Regions from separate parts of the Zea mays genome. Here region 1 is linked to region 2. A link is a contact called in public Hi-C data. All regions are on one chromosome and are shown on one strand. Each heading gives the region's core, a stretch centred on a gene start, on an enhancer-like site or on the middle of the called end of the contact. The rest is flanking DNA. Distances are from core to core; before and after follow the strand shown. Region 1 holds the start of LOC103652598 (serine/threonine-protein phosphatase 6 regulatory subunit 2-like). Region 2 holds the start of LOC541763 (myosin 1).

Evidence for each region. Hi-C and Micro-C count contacts between places; a contact is called where the count stands out from the background.
Region 1: a contact with region 2 is called in a Hi-C map of tassel, with 1.6 times the contacts expected there. The contact joins the promoter of LOC103652598 here to the promoter of LOC541763 in region 2. A contact is called at or near these places in 2 of 25 Hi-C or Micro-C datasets (ear and tassel).

The regions. Positions count from the first base shown.
Region 1 is chr3:226,829,801-226,835,587 of Zm-B73-REFERENCE-NAM-5.0, forward strand. LOC103652598 (serine/threonine-protein phosphatase 6 regulatory subunit 2-like) reads left to right here and starts at 3,827. Exons shown (of 19, transcript NM_001346783.1): 1 at 3,827-4,139; 2 at 4,985-5,088; 3 at 5,702-5,787. The coding sequence starts at 4,101.
Region 2 is chr3:226,509,552-226,515,839 of Zm-B73-REFERENCE-NAM-5.0, forward strand. LOC541763 (myosin 1) reads right to left here and starts at 3,450. Exons shown (of 39, transcript NM_001111455.1): 1 at 3,073-3,450; 2 at 1-107. The coding sequence starts at 3,075.

The DNA.
Region 1 (5,787 bases), core at 2,577-5,076, 320 kb after region 2:
CATCTCCTATCTTATTTCCTATTTCAAATTTCACTTTGTAAATAGTGCATTCCACATTTCAAACCAATGTTTTTGCACGACTATATGCACGATCTGTTGGACACATCCTAATAGCAATGAGAAGTATTGTGTTTACACCAGTGTCATTTGAACGACATTGACATACTATATAACCAATTTTATTTAATTATCAAATAGAGTACTCCATCCGTCCAAAAATATAATTTTTTAGACTAAACATTCATTCATTAAATAATCTATGAATGTAGTTTGTATATATATCTATATTCATTATCATTCATTTGAATGTGGATGGAAAAAAGAGGGTTAGAAAACACTACATTTTGGCACTAAGGGGTATATACAAACCCTTGAAATGTGAATGCAAAACGAGTAGCCTTTTCGAAACCAATTTCTTTTTTCAAGTCAGACACGGAAGGAATGCAGTAAAAACAATCAATTTTAAGGTTTAGGACTCAATTCACATACTTTTAAATATCCTAGTCCACACCTCAATGGGACTAAAAGTCGCCTAGAGGGGTGAATATACGAAACCTGTGATTTATAGCCTTTAAACAGACACTAAGGTCAGGGTTAGTGTTAGAATTAAATCGGAGTTAAAAAAATATAGTTTTCCTTGCTTAGAGTTGCTCGATCAATACGGCTGACGTTTGGAGCAAACTCAGATCAATATGAGCAAGGGAACTTTAGAGAGAGGAATGAGGGGAAACAAATCAAGTGAAGATCAATGCAAGTGAACACAGTGATTTGTTTACCGAGGTTCAGTTCCAAAGAACCTAGTCCCCGTTGAGGAGGCCACAAGGGCCGGGTCTATTTCAACCCTTTCCCTATCTCAATCGGTCACACAAACCGGTCAAGGCTTCTCCTTGATCACTTGGGTCACTAAGACCCCGCAAGGATCACCACACACTTAGGTGTCTCTTGCTAGCTTTACAAAGCACTTGGAAGAGTAAGAATAGAAAGGAGAAAACAATCCAAGAAACAAGAACAACAAAAGAACACAAAACACTCTCTCTCAAGTCACTAATGAATTGAGTTGATTTGAAGGCTTTGAGAGGTTTTGATCTTTGGAATGTGTCTTAGAGTAAATGCTATTGCTATTGTATTGAATGTGAACTTGAGAAAATTTGGATGCCTTGAATAGAGGTGGTTGGGGGGTATTTATAGCCCCAGCCACTATTCTAGTCGTTGCTGGCGATAACGCACCGGACAGTCCGGTGGTGCACTGGACAGGGCACTGTTCACTGTTCGGCGCGCGCCGCGTCAGCACGCCGTTGGGGTTTGGAGCGGTTGACCGTTGGAACACTTTGTCTTGTAGCTGCACCGGACAGTCCGGTGGCACACCAGACATGTCCGGTGTGTTCTGACTTGCTGCTCTGACTTCTAACTGCGCACTGTTCACTTCACTGTTCACTTTTGCAGTTGACTGTTGCACTGTTGGCACACCGGACATGTCTGGTGCACACCGGACAGTTTGGTGAATTATACCGGAGGGCGTCTCTGAAAAACCGGAGAGTGAGCAGTTCACTTGGTGCTTGGCCTAGGGCATCAGACACTGTCCGGTGCGCCACTTGCAACACCTTTTCTAGTACTTTTCTCCAAACTTGTTTGAGTCCCCAACTTAATTCCTTTCTTGGTTTATGTTTAACCTTATGCACCTGAGATAAAAAAGACATCTAGGCAGACTAATTAGTCCACGTGGTTTGTGATGGACGTCAACCGCTAAAATCGATTATAGGAAAATATTAAGCCCATTTCTCTTTCAATCTCCCCCTTTTTGGTGATTGATGCCAACACAAACCAAAGCAAATATGAAGTGTAAAAGTTTAACTAGTTTGCAATTTTGATATATGTGCATAGGTTACTTGAATTTAAACCAATTGAAAGACTTTCTACATAAGTCTAAGTCTAAGAATAAACGTGATTGCTTTCTTCTATTTAACATTTTGGACCACTTGCTTGTTTTTGCAATTTTTTGGAAAAATCTTTTCAAATTCTTTTGCAAATAGCCAAAGGTATAAGAATATGATTTCAAATTTCTCCCCCTGTTTCAAATGCTTTTCCTTTGACTAAATAAAAGCTCCCCCTGAAGAAATTCTCCCCTTAGCTTTCAAGAGGGTTTTTGAAATGATTTTTCCTTTTGAAAATTTTAAAATAATGGTGGTGCGGTCCTTTGGCGTTAATCGCCAAAAACGACTTTGCAATGGACAAAGCCTTGAATTGCTAGTCTTGTGTAAGTTGGTTTCACCTATAGGCATCATTGATACTAGGCTGCCTAAAGCCATGCCTCTGATTGGAGCGTTACAGTTATACTCACATGTCTTTTAGTGATTTTTTGAGATTACCCATATCTCATAGACCGCGACCTCACAGTCAAACTCACATAGGTGTATTCTTACAAGTGTACCCTGCAGGATAGTACCTTGCCTGTTACAAGCCTCACAATACATTAAGACAAAAGTCAACCTCCCTTGCGGTACCGAAAGTACGCAACTTCTAGCAGAAAACGAATAAAATAATATAGTCTCTTGTTATACAAAACAATTTGTTCTTCCCAGTTACTAATTCACAGGATCTCCGATCACATAGATTGGGTTACCACTGTATGATAACATCACATGGGCTTCAATCCCATCTCCCTTGATGCTTCATCAATCACAGCATTTACTAATCCCTTTGTAAAAGGGTTCGCCAAGTTTCGAGCAGTATTAATATACTCTACGACGTTCTCTCTAGTATTTATCAAATGTCTTACTGATTTGATTCGCCGTTTCACATGTCTTGAGAACTTTGCATTTTCCTTTACATTGCCTACAATTGTGATCACACTTTGATTATCACAATGCAACAGAATGGCTGGTACCGGTTTATCAACCATTGACATGTCCATCAAGAGCTCTTTCAACCACTCTGCCTCAGTAATGGCTGACTCAAGTGCTACAAGTTCCGCCTCCATAGTAGACTTCGTTAAGATAGTCTACTTACAAGACATCCAAGAAATTGCAGCCCCACCAATATCAAATATATATCCACTTGTGGCCTTGATCTCAGCTGCACCTGAGATCAAGTTGGAATCACTATACCCTTCAAGTACAGCAGGATACCCAGTATAATGAAGTCCATACGCAGAAATACCTCTCAAGTATCTCATTACACGTTCTAGTGCACCCCAGTGTTCACTTCCTAGATTAGAAGTGAATTTGCTCAATTTTCTCATAGCAAACGAGATATCAGGTATGGTTGCACCAACAAGGTACATGAGAGAACCAATAATTTGGGAGTATCTCAACTGATTAATTCCTTGTCTTTTGTTCTTGCGAAGCTTGTAGTCATTCTCATAAGGATTGGCTTTCGCTTACTTTAGGTCTTAACTTCTTATCGAGATATACAACTCAGATTACATGCTTTAGATTGAAGCTACTGTCCCTCTTTTTTCATTAGTGCACCTCTTATTATCGTCTAATTTCTCTTTACCGAAGAAGTCTGTGCTAGAAATAATTGAGCATGTATTTTCCTGGTCAAAACTTATTTTGTTTTTATTACTTTATCATGAGTTATTTTTCTTAGTTAACAATATTTGTTGTTTTACCGATATTTGCAGGTTCATAAATTTTGATTTTCCTCGTAAAGGAAATAAAATCCACTCTCTTGCATGATGTGGCGCCCGCAGAATGAAACCTCCGATTGCCACCGGCCACCTGCCTCGATGAAAGTAACGGCGCCCAGTCGCAGAAACACACGGTCTCGGCCAGACGGCAGGACCAAAAACTAATCCCAATTAACCCCAAACCCAGCCCAAATCAAACTTCCCAAACGGAGAGAGAAACGGAAGGCGAATAGAAGAAAAGCGTGCTGTTTTTTCATCCTCTCGTGTCTCGTGTGTGCGCGCGAGCGTGCGCCTCCCTCCCCATCTCGCGATCCCAGTTCGATCCGCTCGCCCGCTCTCCCGATCCGACCCGCCCTCCGCGGCCGGGCAATTCGGCCGCCGCCGCTCGGATTCGCGTGGGCTCGCCCTCAGATTCGCTCTCCCCGGCGCCCCAAACCCTAGATCCGCCGCTGGTCGTCCCACCGCCGCCGCCATGTTTTGGCGCATGACCGGCCTCTCCGCGGCCTCGCCCGTGAGTTCCCATTCGTCTGCTCCTCATCACACCTTTGCTGCCTCTCTCAGGTTAAGAGCGTGAGCGTGCGGGCGCTGTGACTGAGCTGCGGGGTGGTTTGTTTGCTTGTTCTGGATTGGGTCGTAATGCTCGCTTATTTTGTGTATTCCCGTTTGAACTTCGTTCTGGAATTAGTGTACGAGTGTGCTGTGGCTTAGGGATGTGTGATTTTTGCGTTTATGAGTACGTGTATGCTGTTCCCGTGGATTTGAGGGTGCCAGTGGGATCAGAGCGTGTGCTGCTGAAAGGAATGATATGCTTTGGTTCTGGTTGGGCTTATGTTTCGGGGAAGATTGAATTATTTGTGGATGAGATTCATTTTATGGCAAAGAGGCGGCTTTGTTTGTTTTCTTATGCTGAACACATTGTCTTGTGGCTTTATATTTTATTACACATTGTCTTGTGGCATTCTGCTTTATTATGCATAGGGCACTGCTGCTGCTCCAGAAAGGAATTGCATTTCATGCTGGCATAGTGTACCATTGCAATATGCCCTTCCCATTAATTCTGTTTTTGGGAATGTCCTTGTTGGATTACTTGCATAGTCACAATATATATAGGAAATAAAAATGATGTGACATCTGTAATTTTGTTTCAGTGCTATTTTGTGTGTACAACTTGATATATATCTGAAATTAATTTCTTTTTAAGTGATTTCCAAACTTGACAACTGTCAACGTGAATCATTCTTATTCTTTCAGTAGTCACTGCAAATAGCTTGAACCATGGAGGCCTTTCGTTTTTTTCTTCCTCATTTATTGTTAAAGAGAGGTTCTTAACTGTGCTAACTTAGTGATTTTTTTCAGGTGGATACAATTCTGGACAAAGAAAATTTTACATTGGAAGAACTTCTTGATGAGGATGAAATTATTCAGGAGTGCAAAGCACTGAACTCAAGACTCATAAACTTGTAATTTTCTTATTTATTTCTGTGATATGAGCAGCATATTCAATCTACTGATGGAACTTACATTAGTATTTGTTTTTTTTTGTGGGCTGTCTTATTATAACTTCACTTGTGACTTCTGATACATACAGTGGAGTGGTTGTGGCGTCAAATGAAATGCCTATTAGAGAATAAAAATAATAGTCAATAAGTATGCTTATATGATATAATTTTTTTATGCACTTATCGTTCCTGCAAAGGTCCTCATATGCACATGAAATTGTACTTCAGTGAACTCTATATTTGATTACTGGTACTGTTCTATATATAGTTTGTATTATCTGCAAAGAGTTGCACTTTTTTCTTTGGGCCAAAATGTGTTACTACCTCTACTCACTTTTACATGACGTTTCAGAAAACAAAAGAATACAGAATACTGCATTCACTTCAATCATTTTGTCTGAAATGTTGTGTGTACACTGGTGGGAGTAGTTACATTTTCTTGTTGGAGGATATTGCTGTATGCATTATTATAAACCTTATCCAGTTTTCCTTTTTTGAACATTGCAACATGCTGGTGTTTATTTTACCCAATAGTACTGGTTTCCCTCTATGTAACTTGAATTGTTCTGTGTAGCTTACGTGACAAGTCCCAGGTGGAACAGTTGCTTCATTATATTTTGGAAGAAGTTCCAGAGGATGCTGAAAGGAAGCGCTCCTTCA
Region 2 (6,288 bases), core at 2,200-4,699:
ACATGTACTTCATTGTTTTTTATGCTAATAACTTCTCCATCTATCCAAGCTAGATTTGGGTCTTCCACCCAAACATGAGAACCAACGATGATATTAACTGGAGTTCCCTGTGAGAGAAACAGTGCAATAAGCAATGAAATGTCAAGGAAAACAAAGCTAAGGAGTAACCTTATGTCTAAAGCATTGTCTACCTCTCCCTCCCTTGCTTCTCATGACACTATTTTGAAGAACTCAGACACATTTTGTTGAATTATTATAGATGTGACTTATTGAGTGCGCATGTTCTTAGCACCTTGCCTTACTACACAAACGCCACAGCACACTAAAAGTCTAAACCCTCTAGCCAGGATCAAAAAGAGTGTGCATGTTCTTAGCACCTGCCAAAAACCATAGCTGCAGCTCATCTCTAAACGCCTCCTCGAGGGTAGTAAGGCAAGGTTGAGCTCCATAAAAAACACACCTATTTCTATGCTTCCAAAGGGTCCAAGCTCCAAGGATGACAACACTATTCTTTTGTTTTTAGGAATCTTAGATGAACCTTTCCTCCACCATTCAACAAAGTAGGCATCTCTTCTCTTAGCCTAGTAAGACCAATTGGGGTTAAGGTACTATGCCAAAACTTGAAGTTGATGAATATGTTTAACAGGCTTCCAAGGTAGACGATGAGATTTTGGACAAAAAGTGAAATCAATTTGTTTCAGAGCATCATTCAGAGGGAAAGAGTGAAAGAAGATGGAGAATCCAGCTTCCAGCGGAATGAGGTGACAACAAGGTAAGCAAAGAAATAGCATACAGTAACCCCTGGCATCTGGCAAACAGCCAGAGCAGATTTACTACCAAAAAAACTTATCCTAGGAATAACAAAATAAACTCTGGGACACAACAAAATTTCATGGAAAAATATTTGTTTTCTTTATCCCCAAACAGTTGAGGCTGGATGTTACCTTTTATAGTGATATATAAGAAATAAATTCTGTAGCTCCTCTGTAATGATTGATTTGAACCCTACTTATGCAATATGTTACTCAGTCATGCATGAAAGTAGAATGGAAATTTGCACTTCCAATTTATGCATCAATTATGTATCTCAGCGCTTAACCAAATTCTGAAGTACAGTAGCAATATGTTATAACTAGCACAGTGATTAGGAGCACTGCCTGGTATATCCAAAGCATTGCAATTTTCAGTACAATTGCAAGGGTCTCTTATGACTTATAAGGCCCCAAAGAAATGGTTTATTATACAGACGGTATGCAGATTGCTAATAACTTTGATATTGATAAGTACATGGAGAGCAGGTAGGTAATACAAATACGAACAGCATACTAAATGTAAATGGTATATTCTTGAGGCAACTATGCGTTAAATATCAATCAATAAACTTGAGAGATCAGTAAGAGCCCAAACCACTAAAGGAATAGGGAAAATGCAATTTGAGATATTCATGTATGCAACTTTAAACCATAAGAACAAGATTCTGGTATAGTGGTATTAAAATTTTACATGCCACATAAAAAAATTATATAGCAACTATCAAAAACTAATTTAGTCCTTACTGCTGGCTCGTCAAAGAATCAATGTTTTCTAGAACAACTTAAGTCAGACCTGTATTAAGGAACATCCTTGGTCGCCTACTTGATATAAAATGTCTTTCATACACAACCAACAAGAAATGTGCATACTGACCTATGAAAATTGTAGTTCTATTTCCAGCCCTAACATCATTGATTCATTGCTAGCAAACTTGAAGCTCATCCAAACTCAAACTAAGGTTTCTTTCGCACTAGGTCACAAATCAGAGGTGAAACCTGAATATAATATTCTTCATATATATCTTATTCAGCAGTTATGACATTACTGCTACATAAACTTCATTGCAAACAAAAGCTAGGTTTTCTATCATTAATATTTAACATGATGCTTTCATCTATTAAGTGAAGTAAGAATACTGTAGCGTGAATACACAACACTGTACAAGAAATACAATCACGTTGTCTATTAAGTTCCAAATGAGACAAAAAAAGGTGTGTGTGAGGGTAGCAGTGCTGGCCCTGAGGGGGGGTCGGACGGTGCGGCAGATCCGGGGCCCCTCAGGCCATAGGGCCCCATATCACACACAAATAATATTAATAGTATAAGATTACTCTATTTATGTACATAATGAACGCATAATGTACGGTTAGAAGAACAAGTATTATATTCTCCTTTTACTTATTATTATTTTTTGTTTGGTTAGTGAAATTGAATGGATTGGTCTTCTGTTACCTCGTTCCTTACTAGCTAATAATAATTACTAACATAAGAAATATATCAAAATTCATATGATGAACCCATGATAAATCACCTGATCCAGAATAAAGTGACTTCTCAAACTAAAAACACCAAGTCAGCTGAGATGGTGACGGTAGACGTCACACAACACCCTCGCGGGAGCATAAACAACTTATCAAGGTTATGATTTTTAATAGATCACATTGAAGTTTTAGTGGTAAAAATTACATGTAATATTAACAAGGGTCTCTATTTAAAATTTCATTCTGGACCCCCAAAATCTCAGGGTGGGGCTTCCTCTTAAATCGGCACGCACAGAAAGTAAGCAAACTCCAAAAATAGCTGTGAAGCTCCTTTTAAAAGCTGTAATTACTGTACCGAGAGCAGAGCATGCTGTGCAAGAAATCGTTTACTTATACAGCTAGGGTTGACAATTTTATCATTGACTAAGGCCATGTTTGTTTCTCTTCTAGATTTTATAAGTTGTATTATGGTGAAAGAGTAGGAAGGTGAAATAACACTTTTGGATCACAAATAAACTGAAATAAGCTACCCAATGCTAGCATATTTTAACTTATTTGTGAGAGAAACAAACACACACACACTAAGGCTTCCGAATGCGCAAGCAGCAGCTCACATCTCAATTAAGCCATCTGAATTCTGAACCAATACAGAGTCGCGAATCCCAGCGAAATATGATTCAATCAGCAGCCAGGCGAAGCGAAGCACGCCCAGCACACAAGCTAGTAGCAGTAGTTGGGAAAGCAAAGGGCTAGACAAGCAAAGGATCCGGAACAGTACCATGGGTGGATCAGGTTCGGATAGGAGGGGGCAACGGATCCGTCGGCTCCAACAGAGGGGACCCCGCCGCCGGCGAGGTCAGTGGCCGGCAAGGCGGCGAATTGGACTATCTCTGCTGCGTTGCCCCACCTACCCCCCAAGCTGCTGCTTGCTGTTGCTTCTCGACTCGACTTCCAACAGTCCTGTTTTTACCCTTCTCTTCTGCGCGGTTGCTTCGCGACTGGTCCACTGCACGTGCTGGTCGCCGCCGGCGATGACGGCGCGGCAGGTCGCGACGACGGAGTTGAGAGGGGACGGAGGGCAGAAATGGTAATTATGTGCTGCTTAGTTTTCTTGCGGTTTGAAAGAAACGAGGAATTCTGCTCTGGTCCTGAAATGCGCAGTTTCCGGACGGGAAAAGGCATTTAAATAGCTGCACTTTTGCCTCAAGGACCTATAGTTCTTCTAATTTCCAACTAGATCATTTTACAGCCTACTAGTACTACAATCAAATCCTGGATTAGGTAGGTGTTTCGTTTCTAGTTACTATTTTTTAGTCTCTTCATTTTATTTTATTTTAGTTCCTAAATTATTAAATATGAAAATTAAAACTCTAGTTTCTGTATTTAGCAATTAGAGACTAAAGTATAATAAAATAGAGGGACTGAAAAATAGTCCCTAGAACCCGCTAAAAATCAGCAGTTTTCGGAGAGGAGAAGTGGTTGAGAGTCGTATCAAATACGAAGTATGTGCGAAATTAATGAGAGTAGATTTGAAATATTTACAAAATTAGCATGTACAATTGTTTGGATAAAAATGATTCTACTAATTCGAGAAAAATATTATAGCATGTACATACCTATAACATAAAGGTCCATACGGAAGTTGAACGAATCAGTAGACGAGCATTGTCTAGTTTTCTTTAGGATGGTATAGAACCCTCCTGCATAAGTAAAGTATTGACGAGAATCGTTTGAGTGTAGGCTTGCTTATGATAACATGTTCAAAATTGATAGCCATTGTTCCAAACAACTCCATAAATCTTAAATTCAAGAATGCCTCACCAACAAGTCTTTAAATAGACTTGCTAAATTTAATTACTTACTGGACATCATTCCTCTCCAGATTTTGTAATTCAATGGACACTCTCTAAATACAGTTGACGTCAATTCTTCACACCCGCGTGATTATTTTTCCATTTCCCACACGGCGAGGTAGCTAGGTCTAGTGTGCCTTTTTTTTCCACTTTCCCATGTAGCGAGGCTGACAGATCTAGCGTGCGGACACAAGCTTCTCTTCCGTCGCTGGGTGTCGCTCCCCTAGAGGTCACGCCGTCGTCGCTAGACAACCGCTCCCCATAGATCATGTCGATCAGCCTTCTCCTCCGCCTCGACATTCTCTACCCTCGACCTCGTCGTCCCTAGGTCCGACAGGAGCAGGCCTGTTCCTCTGACTGTAATCCTACCGCCAAGGCAGCTTCAACGCGCCTCCATATGACCATGCATTCTCCGTCATTGTCGAACTCCTCGGCACTCGACCCCGCCGCAAGCTAGGTGCGTTGCCAAAGAGAGGTAGGCTGTTAGGGAGACGAAGTCTTGATCTAATCATTCACTAGCATAGATAACTTCAGGAAAAAGAAAATGGGCCCTGTTGGGTCTATGCTTCGTCGCCGAAGGTCTTATAGAAAGAAGTGGTCCTCGGATGAAGCTGTTTGTATAAGATAGCCGAAGGTTCCTCTTCGTAAAGCTTCGGCATTACAAACCGACTTAAAGATAGAATGACCTTTTAGTCCATAAAGGTCTGAGTCAATGTTGTAAGTTTTTATAAGGGGCATACTTGTAATTCCTCACAGGCTGCGTCCTGTGCCTATAAATAGTGAACAGTATTCCGTTATTGTTCAGGCATTCGATTAATTACAATCGTATCTCTCGGAATCCAACTCTTTGCCAAGGCAAAGGTATTATTGTATTCAATAGTTCAATACATTATGTAAATACAATGTAATTCATCTACGATGTATTTATTCCTTTCATACCTATCGTTTTATGTCATTTCATAATTTTTTACTGAAATTTTATTACGAAGATTTGAGCTTCGTAATTATACTTTTATCAACCTTCGTCCAAGATCCATTGTTCTTGAGGGAATAATGTTTCATGGACGAAGGGCATTAACATTTAACATTTTATGTTGCCTTGTTCTTAATCTTAAGCATTTGAGAACAAGTCCCCAACATTGGCGCCCACCTCCGGTGAACTCACTTCCACTTTTTTGAGCTGATGGCTTCGTTCAACGACCAAGCTGGAGCTGCTTCGGACCCGAAGTTGGTGCTCCCGATCACAGGTGGCTCGTCCTCAGAGCCAGCTAACAAGAAACAGAAGAAGGAAGCACAGAGAAGGGTACAGCATGTTGGGGTGCAAGGACCCTTCATCAAGTCAAGATGGTCTCACATTCCTATTACCTTCTCCCAAGAGGACCTTCAGCTCAAAGATTACCCACACAACGATGCCATGGTTATCTCTTGTGTTATCAAAGGATTTCTGGTCCACAATGTCTTGGTTGATACAGGCAGTGCAGCGGACATCATATTTGCTAAGGCCTTCAGACAGATGCAAGAGCCAGAAGATAAGATTCATGATGCTACACATCCTCTCTGTGGCTTCGGAGGAAGACAGATTGTAGCACTGGGCAAGATCACCATGTCAGTGACCTTCGGGTTCATCAACAACACTAGAACTGAGCAAGTTGTGTTTGACATTGTTGACATGGAATACCCTTACAATGCAATTATTGGTCGTGGTACTCTCAATGCCTTCGAAGCAATCCTTCATCCTGCCTATCTTTGCATGAAGATACCTTCGGATCAGGGACCCATTTCTATCCATGGAAGTCAGGAAGCTGCAAGAAGGGCCGAAGGCAATTGGACTGACTCAAAAGCAATCCATAACATAGATGGAGCTGAAGCTTGTGAACAGTACAAATTCAGAAGGGAGAAAGCAGCTTCAGCAGATCAGCCGAAGCCTATGCTTTTATGTGAGGACATAGCAGAGCAGAAGGTGCTGTTAGGCTCTCAATTATCCGAAGAGCAGGAGAAAACCTTGATAAGGTTTTTGTTCAATAACAAAGATGTTTTTGCATGGTCAGCCAATGATCTATGCGGAGTTAATAGGGATGTTATTGAGCACTCGCTCAATGTCGATCCATCCTTCAGACCCAGAAAGCAAAGGCTTCGGAAAA